Regions from separate parts of the Mus musculus genome. Here region 2 is linked to region 1. Evidence: chromatin contacts called from public HiChIP or PLAC-seq data. All regions are on one chromosome and are shown on one strand. Each heading gives the region's core, a stretch centred on a gene start, on an enhancer-like site or on the middle of the called end of the contact. The rest is flanking DNA. Distances are from core to core; before and after follow the strand shown.

What was found. HiChIP or PLAC-seq counts read pairs in DNA pulled down with a chosen protein or histone mark.
Region 2: a contact with region 1 is called in an H3K27ac HiChIP or PLAC-seq map of T-cell acute lymphoblastic leukemia, with 4 times the contacts expected there. The contact joins two enhancer-like sites. A contact is called at or near these places in 5 of 484 Hi-C or Micro-C datasets (the G1E-ER4 cell line, adipose-derived mesenchymal stem cells, embryonic stem cells and 2 more), 7 of 115 datasets of contacts at active chromatin or transcription factors (T-cell acute lymphoblastic leukemia, astrocytes, double positive thymocytes and 2 more) and 1 of 9 other capture datasets (embryonic stem cells).

What each region holds. Positions count from the first base shown.
Region 1 is chr6:94,633,062-94,635,869 of GRCm38.p6, forward strand. All of the region lies in intron 3 of Lrig1 (leucine-rich repeats and immunoglobulin-like domains 1), which reads right to left. Among named protein-coding and RNA genes, the nearest start is that of Mir7041, 28 kb to the left of the region's middle. Within about 2 kb of position 1,485, at least 63 of the 459 cell types and tissues checked have an H3K27ac peak or open chromatin away from gene starts, as enhancers often do. A contact at or near this core is called in T-cell acute lymphoblastic leukemia, where this site is marked.
Region 2 is chr6:94,874,299-94,876,998 of GRCm38.p6, forward strand. No RefSeq gene overlaps it. Among named protein-coding and RNA genes, the nearest start is that of 4930511E03Rik, 68 kb to the right of the region's middle. Within about 2 kb of position 1,298, at least 3 of the 459 cell types and tissues checked have an H3K27ac peak or open chromatin away from gene starts, as enhancers often do. A contact at or near this core is called in T-cell acute lymphoblastic leukemia, where this site is marked.

The DNA of each region.
Region 1 (2,808 bases), core at 235-2,734:
AGAAGTAGTGTTCAGAATATTCAAAAGGTGAAGCAACCCAAATGTCTAGTGGCAGATGATTAAAGAAAACTAGGGATAAAGTAGAGTTGCCTAAGCTGTGTGTGCCACCGTATGTGTGATCGTATAACTGAATGGATGCATGGAGGAGGGGAAAACTCGGTAGTAGGTTTCTGAATGTACACTGACAAAATAGTAATTCAAAATTGAAGGTGTCACTAGTGCTCCCAATTGCACATACCCATGGTGGATCACGTGGACTTACTGCAGCCCAGGGTCTGAATACCAATGGCTGTGCTGTGTGTGTCCGCACGCTACAGAAAGACATCTCAGCTTACATTTGAAACGACTGTCAGTTACAAACGCCAGTGCTTTTACTGTACGATTTGTATATACACCAAAGAAATGTTTCAAAGTAATTGATGGCCTGTTGTCAGTAGGTTTATTTTGTATACCTATTTTATACACCCATATGCCTACCATTGTGCAAGCTCTCTGTTCTTATAGAAAGGTAATTGTTTAACTCTAAAAAGCAAAGACTTCTAAACTTTCCGGTCATTGCTGAACATGGATCATACTAGTTCATCTCTGAAATATATTCAAATATTACATTTTAAAAATTGCTGTTTCAGTTGATGATCTCAGTTTCACACACACACACACACACACACACACACACACACACACACACATTGTTCAAAGAATTCTCTTTTAAATTAGGATAGAATTTCCAACAGTTTGTACATGGCCCTAACCATACTTTTATCATTTTGTACAACACATACAAAATAGCATTCTTAGCACTAACAATTATAAATTTTTAAAAAGATTTACTTTGAGTGTGTGTGTGTGTGTGTGTGTGTGTGTAATGCAAACCTGTGCACATGTGAAGGCTTGAAGAGGGTATTATTAGATCTCTCAGCGCTAGAGCTAAGGGCATTTCAGAATGCCTAGCATTACGTGGGTGCCAGAATCTAATCCTAACCCTAGCCCTGAGGATTGCAAGTTTGATGGCAAGTTCTAGAGAGTTCTAGGTACCCTAGGCTATATGATGAGTCCCTGTTTCAAAAGGAAGGAAAGGAGGGTGGGCAGGCACCAAAAAGTAAAATATAAAAGTGGTTGCAAAATCAGGGGCTTTTAATAAATAAATAAATAAATAAATAAATAAATAAATAAATAAAAATAAAGATTGCTTGGCAGTGGACATGGAGTTTTAGTATTGCAGGTCAGGAAGCCCCTTGAGGAAGGCTGCACAACAACAAACTCAAAAACCTACTGAACTTCCTGCTTCATTTTCATGTCTATTTTAACTTCAGTTAAAAAAAAAAAATTAAAAGTCAAAAGGAACGGAGTCCTTGGTTCCTGCCACACCTCTCCTGAAATCAACTCCACCCTAACTGTAGCCCACCTGTCACCTCAGGCCTCTAGGCACAGTGTCTGTGCCAGACCTGCCTAAGCTCCTAATCTTCAACTTCAGATGCTCTGTCCCATATCTGTCCTCGCTGGGGAAGCCACCAGCCTTTGTACCTCCAGCTTCTACTGCCTGGGACACTCCACAGAGCCGTGCGTCTCATCCCCTACTCCCTGCTAGTGAGGTTTTCCTGGCTACCCTTTCTGAAATCACACACCCACATACACCACCACCACCACCACCTCCCCCCCCCCACCCCGTCACCTGCCCTGTCTATACTCCAACTGCTGTCTGCTATCCTGGGTGCATATTTATCTAGTTCACCATCTTCTTTCCCACCATGGCATGCTGCCACGAAGAAAGACGTGTCTCTACTTCCGACTGTGCCTCCAGGCACTAGAAGGGTACAAGCTGCAATACAGGTCACCAAGAGGGAATGCAGCTCGATGCAAAAGAGCTACGGGTGAGCACACAAATGGGATTCACCAGCATTCTTGCAAAAGAAATCGTTCGAGCAAAGAACTTCAGGCAGAATCAACAGGAAGAAGTTTGCTACGGCACAGGTCTTCTGACAGCCCTGCCCAGATGCAAACACCTATGTCATGTCCAAGGCAGCCCAGCTGCTGAGAATATAACCACATTCTCTCTGGGGCTTCATCTTTGCCATCAACTACACCCCGGGCCCCAAGTAACTCTTCCCGAACACTCAGCCAAGCTCAGAGCCTCTCTGTGTTCTCCTTGAAAGACAATCAACGTGAACATGCACAAGATCTGTCTGAGCCCTACTGGAGATGTGCTGTGTCTGCTGTCACTCAAGCTCACAGCCCAGTGGTGCCACTCACAGGTGTGAATCTTAAAGAGTCGCATTTGTAAAGTGGAGTATGAAGTTCCTATAACCCACAGGCTGATATGACCTAACATGTTCTAGCAGTTGCTCAATAAAATGAGTACTTGTTTTATTAGTCACATTGCATCCTCAGAAGCAATCTGTGAATCTAGCTCATAGGAAGTGCTTTGAAATAAAAAGTGAGAACAATGACTGACTGACTGGCTCCCTCCTGTTCCATTGCACATTCAATGCAAATAGGCAAGCCTGGCTCTTCTCTCAGGAACAAAGGACTGAGTCAGAGCTCTCAGCTTCTTCACTTAGGAACCAGGCCTGCTTCAGCGGTAAGAATACCATTTCCAGCCACTGGAACAACCAAGCTGTCTCAGGGAGCCAGACTCCAAAGCAAATCCAAGACTGACCTCTAACCAGCTGGGGTAGATCCACTTCTTGTTCCTACAGCAAGCATGCATCTTTGACCCATGAGTGCTAAGCACCCCCAACACCGTTTCTTCTTGGTCGCTCGCTGGCCCTGCCTCCTGGCTCTAGAGCAAAGGACAAGCATGGAGATCAC
Region 2 (2,700 bases), core at 48-2,547, 240 kb after region 1:
CTATCTTTTGCCATGTATTATCTTGTCCCTCAGCCGGGAATATGCTCTGCCAGGGAGATCGTTCATGTCTGGCTTGTTTTGTATATACCACACCAGGCTCAGTAGAGATGAGGATACCAGAATGGGAAAACAATAAATTTAAATAGGGAAGGAACAGGATCTAGAGGTGACACAAGTATGTTGATCCTTGCAGAACAGTCACTAGTTTGCAAAATAGCACTGCTTCAGGCCCATGCAGGAACAAAGCTCAAAGCATCTTTCCAGCTCTGAGGAGGTGGGACTGAGAAATGATACTACCATCCTGCCATGCTGCCCACAGCCCTGAGGAGGTGGGACTGAGAAATGATACTACCATCCTGCCATGCTGCCCACAGCCATCACAATTTGGCACACGCTTGAGACTAGAACTATAAACAGTTCTTAAACCAAGTCATAAAAGGACTGTAATCCAAATTCTCTTCTCCTTTAAACAGAGTTACTGTGTTTTGACATTAGGCCAGATCATGGTGTCACATGAGGCTAGCAACTTAACTCTGGGTATCACGTCCAAGGATGTTAGGGAATGTTCTAGAAAGCAGAGTGAATTTTACAATTGTCCACACTCAAGGTTTTGCAATTGTATCCAAACATATAGCACTACATAGATGATGTTCAAGTAATGTGAATCCTTGGTGTGGAGGCAGGAGGCTGGGGCTCTTAGAGGAGCTGTTCTGTGTTCATGGGAGAAGATTCCTGCCATCCCTAGATTTTCAGATCATCTAATATTCTGTAGGAGAGAGACAATCCACTGTGTGTATCAACTGATAAGTGGGGTTGGGGTGGGGTGAAGTAGGGGGAAGGGTGGTTGGGGAGATGGGGGGTGCAGCAGGGTGATTCTGCTGTGTGAGCTAGGTTTATCGCTAGAGTGTGGCTTCAGTTTTGAGGAGTGAGTAGGTTTAGGATGTTGGAACGACTAACAAATTGCTACAAAACATGATCGGCCTGGGTGCAGCAGTGAGATACCCATATTGTGGTAGTCAGAGATAATAGAGACAAGACTTTCTAGAAGTGAAGAAAGGGAAGGGAACGGGGGATTCAAAGCCTGTGAGTCTGTGGCACACTTGCTAGGCCTTCCAGCAAGCTCCTAACTCAGTGGCTCCTGTGAGAAATACCTGATCACCAGGCTGAGGAGCACAATTTCCACGCTTGCCAGGCAACGGCACCACAGAAATTGCTAGTTGAAAGGACTGGAAGCCAGTCCCACAGGCAGTGTGAGCGAACTCGAGCCAGAGAGCTAGGTTCTGCTATCCAGCACTGCTACATGCTCCCTGACCTGTTTTCCCGAATCATAAGGGGCAATGGTGCTCACAGATAGGATTATAGGCAGAGCAACCCGGAAGCACTTCCTTCTATGCACAGCACATGCATGGTGTCACAGTGTGTATCTTTGAGATTAGAGAACTGATCAGTTAGGGGTGACTGGTTCTCAGTGAGCACCACACCAAAGCATTCCTAAGGAAAATGGAGAAAAGAGGAGGAGGAGGGGGAAGACGAGGGGGAGGAGGAAGAGGGGGAGGGGGAGGGGAGGGGAAGGAGGGGGAGGGGGAGGGGGAGACAGACTCACAATTCACAAGTAAAGCCCAAAACCTACCTGGAGAAGCAAACACACACACACAAACGCATGTGGAATGATTTAATATTTCCACAGTCACACGCCAAGACCCGTAGCAAATAGGTTCTATAGCACACACCGGCCATTTGGAGAAAACCAAATGTTTAAAATGATGTCACTGGAGACAGGAAACCAAACGAGTCCCTAGACAAAGTTAGGGCCATATAACACTATTTTTTTCATGTTTCATCCTCCAGCAGGAGAGTGACAAGAGCTGCTGTCATGTGGAAAGTATTTTCTAGGAACACCTGGCAGAACTAATTTAGGAACAGAACTTTTTCACACAGATTTAACACAATGAAATATAAGGTGTGTCTGAGACACAAGCCTCTGAGGTTAGATTAGGGGAGAAGATAAAGTTTCTTGGTTCCCATCATTTTAATTACAGCTTGAATGGGCCTTTGGGGGCACATGTGAAGATCTCTCTCTCTCTCTCTCTCTCTCTCTCTCTCTCTCTCTCTCTCTCTCTCTCATGCTTAGAAGGCTCATTTGATATTTTTCTCATGAAGACAACTTTGAAAAAGAAGTTACCAGAAAAGCTTGTTAAAAAAAATCCATCCTTAGATTTGCCTTGCATTGTCTTGGTCGCACAGATCTACCTGCCAGCAACAAGGAGGGAGACTCTTGGCTGTTGTAGATGATAGAAGGTGAGTCAGCCAGGAGTGAGCCCTGTAGACTTGCTTGTCCTGGGGGCTGAGTCTAAACCTGCAGATGTGTCCAGTTTTCCTTCCTTGGGGGCGAGCACGGGAAGTTACATTGGTTCTCTGTGTGACTTCACGGGGCCTGCAGAATTGTTGATATTTATGGGAGAGCTTTTCTGATGAGCGGTTCACAGTTATTGTTTGGTTTATTAAAAGGAGCGATTTCTGTTATGTTGTCCTCTTCTTTTTGTGCTTAGCTTCTTGTCTTGATGACCTTTGTTTTCTTGACTATTGCCTATGGCTTTGCCTGGGTATCTCACAGACACTGCAAACCGAGTTAAGTTCATTATCTCTTAGAGTCTGGGGAAATATGAAGAGGGCTGGTTCTTAGATCTTCACAAGCATTAA